2 separate regions of the Oryctolagus cuniculus genome follow, and region 1 is linked to region 2. Evidence: chromatin contacts called from public Micro-C data. All regions are on one chromosome and are shown on one strand. The core of a region is the stretch at or near the end of the contact, and the rest is flanking DNA. Distances in the headings are between cores, read along the strand shown.

What was found. Hi-C and Micro-C count contacts between places; a contact is called where the count stands out from the background.
Region 1: a contact with region 2 is called in a Micro-C map of ear pinna, with 7 times the contacts expected there. The contact joins the promoter of CA11 here to the promoter of NUCB1 in region 2. A contact is called at or near these places in 3 of 6 Hi-C or Micro-C datasets (ear pinna, psoas muscle and an unstated tissue).

Annotation. Positions count from the first base shown.
Region 1 is chr18:8,484,633-8,491,807 of mOryCun1.1, forward strand. CA11 (carbonic anhydrase 11) reads left to right here and starts at 4,055. Exons shown (of 8, transcript XM_070063136.1): 1 at 4,055-4,551; 2 at 4,629-4,703; 3 at 5,374-5,516; 4 at 6,607-6,792; 5 at 6,922-7,168. The coding sequence starts at 4,485. LOC138846659 (a long non-coding RNA gene) reads right to left here and starts at 3,855. Exons shown (of 2, transcript XR_011384194.1): 1 at 2,682-3,855; 2 at 2,012-2,372.
Region 2 is chr18:8,325,807-8,332,571 of mOryCun1.1, forward strand. NUCB1 (nucleobindin 1) reads right to left here and starts at 3,255. Exons shown (of 13, transcript XM_051828815.2): 1 at 3,099-3,255; 2 at 2,579-2,708; 3 at 1,230-1,337; 4 at 651-783. The coding sequence starts at 2,698. TULP2 (TUB like protein 2) reads left to right here and starts at 3,464. Exons shown (of 11, transcript XM_051828758.2): 1 at 3,464-3,906; 2 at 4,135-4,167; 3 at 4,573-4,624; 4 at 4,911-5,037. The coding sequence starts at 4,136.

The DNA of each region.
Region 1 (7,175 bases), core at 2,805-5,304, 160 kb after region 2:
AGGGTCCTGAAAGACGTGGACCCTGAAGGACCCAGTGGGGCTTGGTCCTGACGGGAAAGGCCGAGGGCTGGGGACCTGGCGCAGGGCTGCCAGGGAGCCACGGCCCCGGCGGGGTCGGCTCTGGGTTGGGGGGCAGAGGGAAAGGGGAAGAAGATTGGAGGGGGAGCCGGGGGGGCAGGAGGAAGAGGACAAGTGCTGGGCCCCCTGGGATTACAGAGACACAGGCAGGCAGTTAAATGTCACCCACACAAGGAAGAGGTTTTTTTTTTTTTTTTTTTTTTTTTTTTTGTCAATATTTATTTATTTATCTGAAAGGCAGAGTTGGGGGGAGACAAGGGGAGGTCTTCCATCCAATGGTTCACTCCCCTATGCACCCCCCAACAGGCAGGCTGAAGCCAGGAGTCTGGCACCCCATGGGGGTCTCCCAGGTACGGGGCAGGGGCCCCAGCACCTGGGCCGTCTTCCGCTGCTTTCCCAGGCGCGCGAGCAGGGAGCTGGATCGGACATGGAGTAACGGGCGCTCCAGAGGGGGGCGTGGGAGTCCCGAGCGAGCGGCGGCTTGACCGCTGCACCACCGCCCTGGCCCCGGGAAGCGCCCGCCAACCTCCCTCCTTAGCAGTGTTTCTGCCTCTGCGAACGCTGCGGCCCCCGTATTTTCGCTTCATTCATTCAGCATGTTCTGGCGTCACCTGGACATGCCGGCCCGCAGACCTCCCTCCGTCACATGGGGACTTGCCCAGTGTGGGAGCGTGGGCAGCAGACATCTGGGAGCCACTGTGTTTGGTGTGCCGTGTAATCACGGAGGCACCTGGCCCAGCCTGGGAAGTCAAGGAAGGCTTCCCGGAGGAGGCGGGCACTGCAGAAATTCAAGTAGTCTCCCCAGACACATGGCAGGGCCTGCATCTCTGCAGAGAACGTCACGCAGTCACAGTGGGTCTCTCTCCTGAGGACTCCTGTGTGGGGTAATGCTGGGGACATGGGGGGCAAGCCTGGGCGCCTGTCCTCTCTGGTGACACGTGTTTTCTGGAGGCAGCCCGGGGAGGCTTCCCTGTGGAGGATGAGCCTGCTCCTGCCCTCTCAGCACCCCCAGCTCCTTCTGCCTCCCGCTGTGCTAAAAGCAGCGGCAGTAAGGCCGGCTCCGCGGCTCACTAGGCTAATCCTCCGCCTTGCGGTGCTGGCACCCCGGGTTCTAGTCCCGGTCGGGGCGCCGGATTCTGTCCCGGTTGCCCCTCTTCCAGGCCAGCTCTCTGCTGTGGCCAGGGAGTGCAGTGGAGGATGGCCCAAGTGCTTGGGCCCTGCACCCCATGGGAGACCAGGAGAAGCACCTGGCTCCTGGCTTCGGATCAGCGCGGTGCGCCGGCCTTGGTGGCCATTGGAGGGTGAACCAACGGCAAAAGGAAGACCTTTCTCTCTGTCTCTCTCTCTCTCACTGTCCACTCTGCCTTTCAAAAAAAAAAAAAAGCGGTAGCAGTGTACGGCGGTGTCACCGCGTGCAGGCTGTGCGTCCAAGACCACGGCGCTGGCAGGGACCTGCTCTCTCCAAACGCTCCAGGGGAGAATCCTTCCTGGGGCTTCCTGCAGTCCTGGGCTCGTGGCCGCCTCACTTCTCTCTCCTCCTCCTCTGTCTCCACTCGCCCTCCATCTTTCTCTTGTCTGGGGTCTGGGGTCTGCCAGCGAATGCAGGCTGATCTCATTACCACGTTCACCACATCTGCTAAGACCCTCCTGCCAGGGAGCTGTAGCGTGGCGGGTCGAGCCACTGCCTGCGATGCCGGCATCCCCTATGGGCGCCGGTGCCTGTCCTGTCTGCCCCACCTCCCACCCAGCTCCCTGCTAATGGCCTGGGGAAGCAGCCGGAAGATGGCCCGAGTGCTTGGGCCCCTGCACCCGCATGGGAGACCATGATGGAGAGCCTGGCTCCTGGCTGTGGCCTGGTCCAGTCCTGGCTACTACAGCCATCTGGCTAGATCTCCTTACATCTCTCTCTGTGACTCTGCCTTTCAAATAAATATTTATTTATTTAAATTAATTTATTTGAAAGTTAGAGTTACACAGAGAGAGAGGGAGAGTCAGAGAGAGAGAGAGAGAGAGAGAGAGAGAGAGGCGGAGACAGAGAGAGAGGTCTTCCATCTGCTGGTTCACTCCCCAGATGGCTGCAACAGCCAGAGCTGTGCCGATCTGAAGCCAGGAGCCAGGAGCTTCTTCCAGGTCTCCCACGCAGGTGCAGGGGCCCAAGGACTTGGACCATCTTCTACTGCTTTCCCAGGCCATAGCAGAGAGCTGGATCAGAAGAGGAATAGCCAGGACTGGAACTGGCGCCCATATGGGATGCTGGCACTGCAGGTGGCGGTTTTACCAGCTGCACCACAGCACTGGCCCCAATAAATATTAAAAAAAAAAAAAAAAAGAGCAATGAAGCTAAAAGATTTCATGTAGCATTTCCATACTACACAGTTTCCATGAACTTTTTGAAGAACAAAATATTTCATATTTCATTTGGTGGATTTGTTTGTGTTTAACTTTTTAATTCCACTTCCCCGGAACTTTTTGAAGTCCCCTGGAATGTGTCTGCCGTGTTTTCACCACGTCTCTCGGCTTGGTGTTCCCCGTCCCACCACGTCCTAGCTGGATAGCTCTGGGCAGGCAAGTCACTTATGCCCTTGGAGACTCGGTTTGCTCACCTGTGAAATGGGTCGGCAACAGCCTCCACCGAACTGGGCAGAGACCGTTCTTGGGACGGAAGGGAGTTTGTGGACGATCCCTGCTCTGCACTCAGTGTCTGGTTCCTCTCTGGTCTCCGGGGCTCCCCAGTCTGCACAGGTGAGAGTCCTGCTGACCTCAAAGCCTCATGGGGTTCTTAAAGGGGCCGCCTCTCTCTTGTTCTCCCCATCAGTGGTTTTAGAATAAATCCACCAGCAGGCACTAGGGCCAGGGGTCAAGGCCTGGGTCAGGAAGCCTGCACCCCTAATCCGGGTGCGTTGGTTCTGGCCGATGCAGGCCCAGCTACCGCCCGCCGTGGGCATTTGGAGGAGTGAATCAGAGATGAGGACTCTAATAAATACATAATGTAGAAATCAGCCTGCACATTCTTTGATGCCCCTCCCTGGGAGTGTGGGCCAGGTTCAGTGACTCAGGCCTGCAGCCCTGGCCAGCAAGGTAGCCGAGGGCCACCCCCAAACCGCCCACCCGACCCCGGATGCAGGGTGGCAACACCCCGTCCCTCCTGGGTGCTCTGTCCGAGTCTCCGTCTCTTCCCCGCTGGGGGTCTCTGGACCTCCGTTTCCAGCCTGCCCCTCCCAATGCCGCCGGCCCCTCCGTGCTATGCTTCCGGGCCTCGCTCCCTCTCTCTGCCTCTCTCCATCTCTCTCCCTCTCTGCCTCTCTCTCTCTCTCTCTCTCTGCATGGGAGGCTCTATTTATAGCTGCTGTGCTCTGTGCGGGTCTCTGGTCTCCCGGCCTGCAGCTCCCGGCGCGCCTCTCCCGGTCTCCCCCACCTCCGACGCGCCTCTGCCCCCGCCGCGGCGCGGTGGTCTCGGGCTCCCGGCTCCGCGTCCCCGCCCCTCGCTCCCTCGCCCGGTCTCTGCCTCCCTCTCCCGGTCAGCGGCCCTCACCGCACCCCGCGCTCCCAGGGGATCCCCTGGCCGCGTTAAGGCCGCCTCTGGCGGAGGACCGAGCTGCGCCGCGCGCGGGGGGCTGCGGGCGCCGGGGCGGGTCCCTCCCGGGCCGCCGCGGGCGGGGGGAACCCCGGACCCTCCGAGGGCGGCGGCCCGAGCGCCCCGACTTCCGAATACTCTTCCCAGCTCCACCTTAAGCGCCCCCTCCCGCTTTCTGCAGAGGACGGGAGCGGCCAGCTCGCGGCCCCAGGTGTCCCGGCCACCCCGCCCCCGCGGCTCCGGGGCCGACCCCCGGCCTGCCCCTGGCGCGCCCCCCACCTGCCTGAGAACTGTCGGCTGCTGAGCGATCTGCACCCCCCGCCCCGACCACAAAAAAATAAATAAATAAAAAATAACACCAAGCTCCTGGCGGAGAGAAGAGAGGAGGGGGAGGCGGGAGGCAGGGCCGGGAGAGGAGAGCCGAGGAGCGGCGGGAGGCGGCGAGGGAGCGCGGGAGAGAGCGGGGAGAGGGAGGCAGGATGGAGGCGCGGAGTTAGGGGGCTCGGGAGAGCCGGATGAAAGAGGAGCCGCGCCGGGGGTGTGCGCTAGCAGCCGAGAGGGGACCCCCGGGGCGGGCAGAAGGCGGGGAGAGGGTGCGGGAGGCTGCAGGGCTGGGGGCAGAGGAGAGGCAGGAGGCGAGGCAGAGGAAGGGAGCAGGGACGGAGTGGCTGGGGGTGGGGGTGGGGGTCTCGATCCCCAGCTGCCCTCGGGGCTCCCTGCGGGCCAGACGGGAAGGCTGGAAGTCCTGGAGGTGCAGGGTCCCAGAGAGAGGGGAGGGAGGAGCTGAGGGGGCCAGGGTGCCGGGAAGGGGTCGCGGCCGGGCCTTGTGGGGATGGGGGCGGCGGCTCGTCTGAGCGCCCCGCGCGCGCTGGTACTCTGGGCCGCGCTGGGGGCGGCAGGTAAGACCTGGGGGTCCGAGCCCCTGGGGGAGGGGCGGGGGCGCCCAGAAGAGGGGTTCAGGTCGCTCTCTTCCCAGCTCGCATCGGACCCGCACCTGACCCGGACGACTGGTGGAGCTACAAGGATAATCTCCAGGGAAACTTCGTGCCAGGTGCAGCCGGCGGGGACCCAGCAGTCCGCCCCCTCCCAGACTCAGGAGTCCGGGTCCCCAGCCCCCTCTTCCCGCCCCCAGGACCGGGAGCCCCAGCCCCCTCCTCCCTCCCTCAGGAGTCCAGCCAGCCTCTGAACCCCAGCGGCTCACCATGGGACATTATACATGCGCATTTCAAGTAGTGAGTGGGAGTGAGTGGAAGGAAAGAAAAGTGTGGAGGTGGACAGTCTGTGTGTCTGCGGCGACAGGCAGGTCCTGGCTCCTGCTGGGACCCGCCCCCTCCAGCCCTCTGTCTTCTAACTTCTCTCCCCGGTACCTTCATTACCCAGCTGTGGGATGAGGCGCAAAGAACTACAACTCCCATGGGGCTCTGGGGCGGCACACAGTGGATGGGCAGGCCTGCCGTGCTGGTGCCTTCTGGGAGCTGTAGTGCCTTCCATGATCACATAAGCCGGGTTGGATCAAGGAGATGTTGGGGGTGAGGGGCGAGTCTTAGGACTATTGCAAGAGTCTTCCAGGGCCCAGGGTGCTGGATCCCAGCCCCTCCCCCACCTCAGGCCCAGCCCCTCCTCCCCTGGGACTGGAAAGTCCAAGCCGCAGCCCCCTCAGCAGACCCCCCCTGCGTGGGGCTCCACCTGCCATGTCCCTTCCTTCCCTTCTCTGACCCCAGGACCTCCCTTCTGGGGCCTGGTGAACGCGGCCTGGAGTCTGTGCGCCGTGGGGAAGCGGCAAAGCCCCGTGGATGTGGAGCTGAAGAGGGTCCTTTACGACCCCTTCCTGCCCCCGCTGAGGCTCAGCACCGGGGGAGAGAAGGTAAGGGCGGGGCTCCCGCGGCCGCTGGGTGTGGGTTTGCAGGGGAGGGGTCTGGGGGTGTGGCGCTAGGGGAAGGAGAGGTGCCCACTGCCGGAGAGAAGCTCCCTGGCCGCCCCATCTCTGTAGAGGCAATGGAACATAGAACGGTTTCTGTGCCAGGCAGCTTTAAATTCGGGCTAAACCCTTTAATCGTCCTTGGAATGGGGGCTGTGACTTCACCCTTATTTTACGATGCAGAGACGGAGGCACAGAGAGGTTGAGTTCCTTGCCCGGGCCCACCCAGCTAGAGTGCCAGCACTGGGATTCAAACCAGGGAGCGTGGTCCCAGTGTTCACGCAGGAGCCGGCATGGCCCTGCACTGAGCCGCCCAGCCACTCCCACCCCGCACCCCCTCTCCCCCACTTGCAGTGCATGCGGGCACCATGGCCTCCCCTAGCCTGCTCCTTGCTAACCTGCCTCCCTGCCCCTGGTGATTCACTCTGCACCTCACGGCAGACTTGTTCCGGACACACCCCGGATCCTGCCATCCGGGTAGGTGATGGCAAACACTGACACAGTTCCTACAGAGGCTCGGCATCCTGCACACTGCTTATTTATATAAAAATGCAGCTTTCTCCCTCATTGTCCACAACGCCCTGCACCACGTGGCCACTCTCTCCTTTGTACACTGGACGTGCCCCCCCCCCCCGGCGGGTCACCTCAGGCCTTTGCACTCGCCATTCCCTTGTCCTGCAATGCCCGCCCCCGCCTACACTCCAGGTCTCCATTCGAATGTCACCTCCACAGGCAACACTTTCCTGACCCCCTTCAACCACAAGCTGGGGTCCCCTCCCAGCCTGAGCGCAGGGTGTGATGAATCAAGCAGTTACTTGCAAGGTGCACAAGGACAGTCCCCCTCGCTCACGCACGCTCACGCGCACCCACGGCTCTGTGCCTGGCCTCCGCTCCGGTCTTACCTGTCAATCATCAGGACGGGTACTAAGCGGCTGCCCCGGGGCAGCACAGAGCCTGCAGGTTGACTGAGTGGCTGTTGGACTTTGAGAAACCTCGGGGACACGGGCCCCCCTGAGCGCGTGCGCCTCTCCCACAGCTCCGGGGAACCCTGTACAACACTGGCCGCCACGTCTCCTTCCTGCCCGCGCCCCGGCCCGTGGTCAACGTGTCCGGGGGCCCCCTGCTCTACAGCCATCGGCTCAGTGAACTGCGCCTGCTGTTTGGAGCACGCGACGGAGCTGGCTCCGAGCACCAGATCAACCACGAGGGCTTCTCTGCCGAGGTGGGGCCCCTGCCGCCCCGCCCCCGGAGCGCTCACCCTACCCCAGCCTGGGGGGCCCCAGAGGTGGAGCCAGTTCTCTGCTCCCCTTCCGCCGGGGGACCCCACGCCCTGTGCGCCCCTCCTCCGCAGGTGCAGCTCATCCACTTCAACCAGGAGCTCTACGGCAACCTCAGCGCCGCCGCCCGCGGCCCCAACGGGGTGGCCATTCTCAGCCTCTTTGTCAACGTGCGCAGAGGCCGGGCTGCGGGGTGGCGGGGGGAGGGAGGGCCTGGGGCGCGGTTAACCCGGGGTGCCCCCACGCAGGTGGCAGGTAGCTCCAACCCGTTCCTCAGTCGCCTCCTTAACCGGGACACCATCACCCGCATCTCCTACAAGAGTAAGTC
Region 2 (6,765 bases), core at 2,005-4,504:
CCCTGCGCCCTGCGGCTGCGCGACCTCGGGTGTGAAATGGGCCTGGCAGACGAGGCCCGGCTGAGGCTCTGAGATGGGGACAGGCTCCCGGGCTCCCGGGGGAGGAGCCCCTGTGCCCCCCAAGGCTCCCTGTGAGAGGGCCAGGAGAACTAACGACGGCAAAGCGCGACGAGATGGCCGAGGGCGACGCCAGGCACCGGCCCCGTGGCACAGCAGGTGGAGCTGCCCCCTGCGACGGCGGCGTCCCAGGTTCGAGTCCCGGCTGCTCCACTTCCGCTCCAGCTCCCTGCTAGGCCCCCGAGGAAGCAGCGGATGACGGAGCCCAGGGCTTGGGCCCCTGCACCCGCGTGGGAGACCCGGCTTCAGAGAGGCTCAGCTCCGGCCATTGCGGCCAACTCGGGAGTGACCCAGGGGACGGAAGACCTCTCCCTCTCTCTGCCTCTGCCCCTCTGTAACTCTGCCTTTCAAATAAATAAATCGCTTTAAATATGATAATGAGGTTTAAAATTTAAAATAGGGAAACAGAAGACAGACGAGAGGGCACCGTGAGCGCTGAGCTGAGCTGGGAAGAACAGGCACCTTACAGGGCCGGGAGGCCCCGCCCACCCGCGGCCCCGCCCACCCGCGGAGGCCCCGCCCCGCCCACTCACTGGGCTCCTGCTCCGCGTCCATCTTGGCCTTGAGCAGCATCCGCAGCCGAGACACCTCCTGCCTCTTGAGCTCATCCAGCTTGGTGCGCACGTGGTGGCTGACGAAGTCCAGCTCTCGGCTCAGTTTCCCGCTCTGCAGGGAGCGAGGGGTCAGCCTGAAAGGCCGGGCGGGCTCCTCCGCCTGCCCTGCCCCGCTACTGCGAGCCCACAGGACAAGGCGCAGCCCCTCAGGTCCGGGCCCTGCGCCCTCTGCACCGCGCCTCCCGTCGCCTCGCACGCTGGGCTGCAGCTGCACTCATGGGGTGTGGGCTCACACACAGGGGGCGTGGCCTGCCAGAGACAGCAAGACCAGGTGACCCCAGAGATGGACATTGCTAACAGCGGCGAGCGAAGCCCGTGCACGGTGCACCCTCGGCCCCCACACGGGAGTCGGCGACGACGCAGGGGATCCCAGCGCGGCTCATGTTTTGAATGAATTCCGCGTGCTAAGCGCGGGTTCCCCAGAGCCCTCTCCCGCCGAGAGGCCCCCCACACCGCGGGCTCAGCTGGCACCGCAGGGCCTGCGTCCCCTGCCCTCACCTTGATGTCCTCGGCGTTGGCGGCCTGCAGCTTGTCCCGGAAGTGACCGTCCGTCTCCAGCACGTTGATGACCTCCTGCAGGTACCGGTGGTAGTACAGCCCGGTGTCCTGGGTGACAAGGACAGACACGCAGCCATCGCCCCGCCCTCTGCAGCGCCTTCCTGTAGGCAGGACCGCGGCCCTGCTGCCCCGGAGGACTGACGATGGGGCTGGGGGCCAGGACAGCAGGGGGCCTGCTGTGGGGCACGAGGACTCCGGGTTCCAATCCCACTCACGGTGTAACCCTGACCCGAGGGCTGGTTTTCACCTCCTCCCAAGTCCGGGGGGGATTTGCGATGGAAATCGAGGGGCGCCCAGCCCGGCACCCCCACGGAGTGCGTGCTGGGGTGGACGGAATTTTGCTGGGAAGCAGTGACACAAGCTTCCGTTCAACCACCCATCTAGCAGTTCACTGAGTTTTTTGAGAGAGTTCTCATTGGCTGATGCACTCCCCACATGCCCACAACAGGCTGGGGCTGGGGGCTGCGGGGCCAGGAGCTCCATCCGGGTCTCCCGCGTGGGTGGCAGGGGCCCAACGGCTTGAGCCGTCGCCCTGCGTGGTCCCAGCTCCCAGGGCGCGCAGTAGCGGGAAGCCAAAGGCAGCCACGAGGGATTGGCGCCTATCAGACACAGCCTGGATGTCGCCATCCCATACGGACACCGGTTCAAGTCCCAGCTGTTCCACTTCCCATCCAGCTCCCTGCTAATGCGCCAGGGAAGGCAGCGGAAGATGGGCCAAGTGCTCGGGCCCCTGCACCCGCGCGGGAGACCCGGATGGAGCTCCAGGCTTCCTCCAGGCATTTGGGGAGTGAACCAGCAGGTGGAAGATGCCTGCTCTCCCTCCCTCTCCTTGTCCTCTCTCTGAAATCCTGCCTTGCAAATAAATAAATGAATAAGTAAATGTTGCGAAGCACTAAGTCTGGTGGGATTTGACAGACAGCTGTTGGGATTAGTGCGCAGCTCAGGGGCCCTTTCTTCCGTTCAAACCCCAACGCCTGGAGCTCCGTGAAGTTAGGACGCCTCTGCCTATCATCAGCCGCTCCCGGTGCTCCTGGGAGATGTAGTTTTCCTTTAATTTCTCGTTTCTTCTCGGGTGGCAAGGCTCTTAAAGCGAGAGAGGCTTAGGTGGACAGGGGTGCTTTGTAAACTTAGCATCTGGCCTGATTTTCAAGTGGGGGGCACCCCAGTTTTTAACTGAGCCCCAGACCCCAGTGTTGCGAAGAGAACGGCAGGCGGGCCACAGCCGCAACCTTGGGCTCAGGTCGCCCCGGGGGCGCCGAGGGCTGCAGCGCGCAAGGCGGGCCACTCACGGGACTCTCGGTGGCGGGGCTCTCGTCCTGGCGGGGGGACCCCCGCTCCAGCGGCACGGCGCCCGCAGCGTGCAACAGCAGCAGCAGCAGCAGGGCTCTGCGCGGCCCACGGGGCGGCATGGCGGCCGGTCTGCGAGGGGCAGCGAGGTGGAAAATGCAGACCCCCAGCCGCCTCCCAGCTCAGTCCCCTGGGGTCCGGCCCCCCGTGCGGCCCCCACCCCCGGGAGTCCGGACTCAACGCGTTTCGTGACCCGGCACCCGGGGGTCCACACCTGCAAGTCCCCGCTTCCTCCGCCCCAGGGACTCGGGAGTCCCGGCCCCCAGCGCCCTCTTCCCTCGCGCTCGGACACCCCAGACCCCGGCCGTTCCTCCCCCAGACCCCGGAGTCCAGGCTCCGCGCCTCCTCTCTCCCAGGACCCGGAAGCCCTGGCACCGGCCCAGCCTCCCCCGGGACCCCGTTCTCCGGCATCGCGGCCCCGTCCTCCCCCTAGGACCCCGGAGCCTGGGCCGCGGCCCTCACCTCGTCCTCGCCGCAGAGGGCGTTTTCCCGGGCCAGGACCTCAGGGGCTCGCTCAGTGATTTCCCCCCTAGGCCACGCCCATCTGCCCGGAGATCCCGCCCCCAGGACCCTGATTGGTCCACGCTGGCTCCGGGCGCTCTCGTCACGCCTCCTGGCCTCGCCCCTTGCCGAAGTCCCGCCCCTATCCCCCGACAGCTTCGCTTGCTTTCTCAGAAGCCCCGCCTCCTGATGCTGCGCTTCCTGCCATGTAGGACACTTTCCCGAAGAGAACTACAACTCCCTGCAGGCCCTGGGCGGGAGCGGCGGAAATGAGTCACTTCCGCCGACGTCTTGGCCCCTTCGCCTCCTGGGAGTCGTACTTTGACTATTTGTTTTCGCGCCCAAGAAGCACCTGCGAGGTGCAGCTCCGTAGCAACCGAGCAGACTTATAAGCTCCTTATAAAAGGAGACACATGGAGGAGACTTTGCGGCCGCCGCTTCTCTCAGGCCCCTTTAAGGAACACTTACGTGCCATTCCGATTCAGAACCCCGGGGTTGCCTAGCTGCAGGGCTGGCCAGAGGTCACTGCTTTGTTGGAAGTGAGTGTAGGGGACAGGGAGAGAAGAGATTAGGATAGGCCCCAAGAGGCACGCTCTCTACCTCTGAGCCCTTTGTTCTCCTCCTGCCTGCTTCCCAGAGAACCCGAGATTAGTCCCCAGCTCTCAAAGAGTTAGGTGTGCTTTAACATGGCCTCCAGAGGCAAGGCCCTGAGGTGTGAATATGAGTAGCCCGTCCCCGCCAAAGCGGAAGAGAGTCTTCAAAATCCCAGGTAGGTGGGACCTGCGCAGGGGTTTGCAGCCCGGGGCCCCGAGCTGCAGGCGTAGAGAGAGTCGGGCTCCCTGCCCCCCCCCCCCCCCCCCCCAGTGAAGGAGTCGGAACAGCTGGCCGTCAGTCCTGCTGCAGGACCCAGGCTGCCCGGGCTTAAGGTCAGGTCGGGAGGGCAAGGGCTGCTGGGAGGCTGGGTCTGCGTTCTGACCGCTTGTTCTCGCCTCTCCAGGATGTCTCAGGAAAATAGCACGTGTAAGAACGGGTGAGTGTGGAACCAAGCTGTCGGGGCGCGGGGTGCGGGCGCTAGTGGAGTTCATCTGAGACTTGATTATGCCTCCCCGGCACTCGGGTCCGGCCCCGTAACCTAGCAGGTGGAGAATCCGGGGCTTTGCAGGGGGACTGGGGACTGGGCTCCTGGGCCCTGCCAAGAGGGGGCTGCCGGGGGAGACCTCCGGGCGTGAGGGGGGACGGGGGACCCTGAGACGGGAAGAACGCAGATTCCAGACACAGAAAAAGCTTGAGATCTGGCGCAGCAGGCTCAGGTTCCGCAAGGTCTGTGACCTCACCGCTCAGAACCCGAGTGGGGCGGGGGCAGGCGGGGAGGGGGGAGGGCAGGGGGGAGGGGGAGGGCCCCGCTTGCTCCCACACCAGCCTGCGTCTCTCCCAGCACCCTTGCCGAAGAGCTCGCTGCCCTGAGGATGCAGAAGCTGGAACAGCAGGTACCCTGCCCAGGACCCTCCCCCGCCCCCACCTCACATCTGCACTTGGGAAATAAGAAATAGGAACTTGGGACCCTAGAGAAGCAAACCCTGGTGCGGAGACCCCTACATTTCGATGGAAGGAGGGGCTGCGTGCCCAGGACTCTTGGAGCTGAGGGCCTGGACCCTTGAGACTCAGGGGGTCACGAGTTCGCCCACCTATGCGGGCCTCCCCTCCCCAGCCCCCCCCCCAACACCTGTCTTCCCGTCTGATAACAGCGCGGGTTCCCGCTCCCGCCCCCTCCAGAGGCGGCTGTTCGAGAAGAAGCAACGCCGGAAGCGCCAGGAGCCGCTCATGGTCCAGGCCAATCCTGACGCTTCTCTGCGGCACCGGCAAGGGTCGCGGCGAGAAGACCGCTTCAAGGCCGACCACCGTGAGGGCAGCTCCGGGGCTCTCAGATGGAGACGTCAGTCTGTGGGGAGGAGCCAATAGGAGCGCGGGGGCGGGGCCTGGCAGGGCCTTTGGGCGAAGCCAAAGGGGAGCATGGGGCGAGGGTTCGTGGGCGGGGCGCATTGCCATTGGAGGATCGTGCCCGAGCGCGTCCTGTGATTGGGCAGAGCTCGAGGGCGGGGCCTGGGGGAACCCGGAAGCGGCCGGAGAGAGCCGAGGCCGGGAGCGGGGTGCGCGGAGCCAGGTGGCGCCTGGTGGCGGGGCGTGGACGGTTCGGAGGCGAACTTGTGGGGAGGCTGTGCGAGCCTGGCATGGGGTTGTTTAGGCGCGGAGCGGTGCCTGTTTGAGCCGTAGGATGGCGTTTCGGCGGGTGCGGGGGTCCGCGTGCTGGAGCCCTGTGCGTTCACTGACGCCGCCGCACTTGTCCCAGGCTTTGGGAACCCTCTCCTCCAGGCACACCTGCTCCCCGAAGCGCACGGTCCGCCGGGCACCGTGGGCTGCGGTGGGGACGGCAGCGGCGAGCGCTGCCCCTTGCTGTCGCCGACGGAAGCAGGTAACCGCCAGCCCCTGGGCCGCCTTCCCCCGAAAACGGCTCCGACCAAGCCCAGGCGTCTGCGGCCCCACCCGCTCCTCCCTCCTGCCTGGGCCGTCAAGTCCTGAGCCGCCGCCGCCGCCTCCAACCCCCTAGGACCCGAGGCTCCAGTCCCCTCCCTCTCCTGGCTTCCAGACAATTCCGAACCAGAGCTGGAGGAGGTCTCCGTGGAGGACGTGCCCGTCTCTCCTCAGCCCTATAAGGAGCCTCAGGGAACTCGCCGCAGGGGTTGGCTGGCCTGGAAGTGGCCCGGTAATTTCGGGAACATCGGGGTGAATTCCGGCTTCCTGCCGTGTGGCCGATCGTCTTCCTTTCTTGGAAGCCGCTTTCAAAAAAGAAAGGTTTATGTGTTTCTTGAAGGGCAGTTATAGATCCCATAGTTCCGTGGTTCTTGGTGTGTTCACAGATCTGTGCTGTTGCCTCTCTCTATCCTAGAACACTTATGCCACCCCGAAAAGAAACCCTGCGCCCATTAGCGGTCACCCCATGTCATTTCCTCCAAGAGAAGCCCTGATCCACTTCTTGTTTCTTTAAATTTGCCCACCCTGAGGCCGGCGCAGCGGCTCAATAGGCTAATCCTCCGCCTAGCGGCGCCGGCACACCGGGTTCTAGTCCCGGTCGGGGCGCCGGATTCTGTCCCGGTTGCCCCTCTTCCAGGCCAGCCCTCTGCTGTGGCCAGGGAGTGCAGTGGAGGATGGCCCAGGTGCTTGGGCCCTGCACCCCATGGGAGACCAGGAAAAGCACCTGGCTCCTGGCTCCTGCCATCGGATCAGCGCGGTGCGCCGGCCGCAGCGCGCCGGCCGCGGCGGCCATTGGAGGGTGAACCAACGGCAAAGGAAGACCTTTCTCTCTGTCTCTCTCTCTCACTGTCCACTCTGCCTGTCAAAAAAAAAAAAATTTTGCCCACCCTGTTTCATGTCCGTGGAATCATGCGATATGTGACCTTCTGTGTCTAGCTTCTCTTATGTATAAAGTTGCTAGGGGTCATCTATGCTGCAGCCTTGCCAGTATTTCATTCCTTTTCATTCCCTAGTAATATTCCATTGTGCCACACACACCCCCCCCCAATCCCCATGACATTGCCAGCATTTCAGTGACAAGACTCCACATTACTGCCCC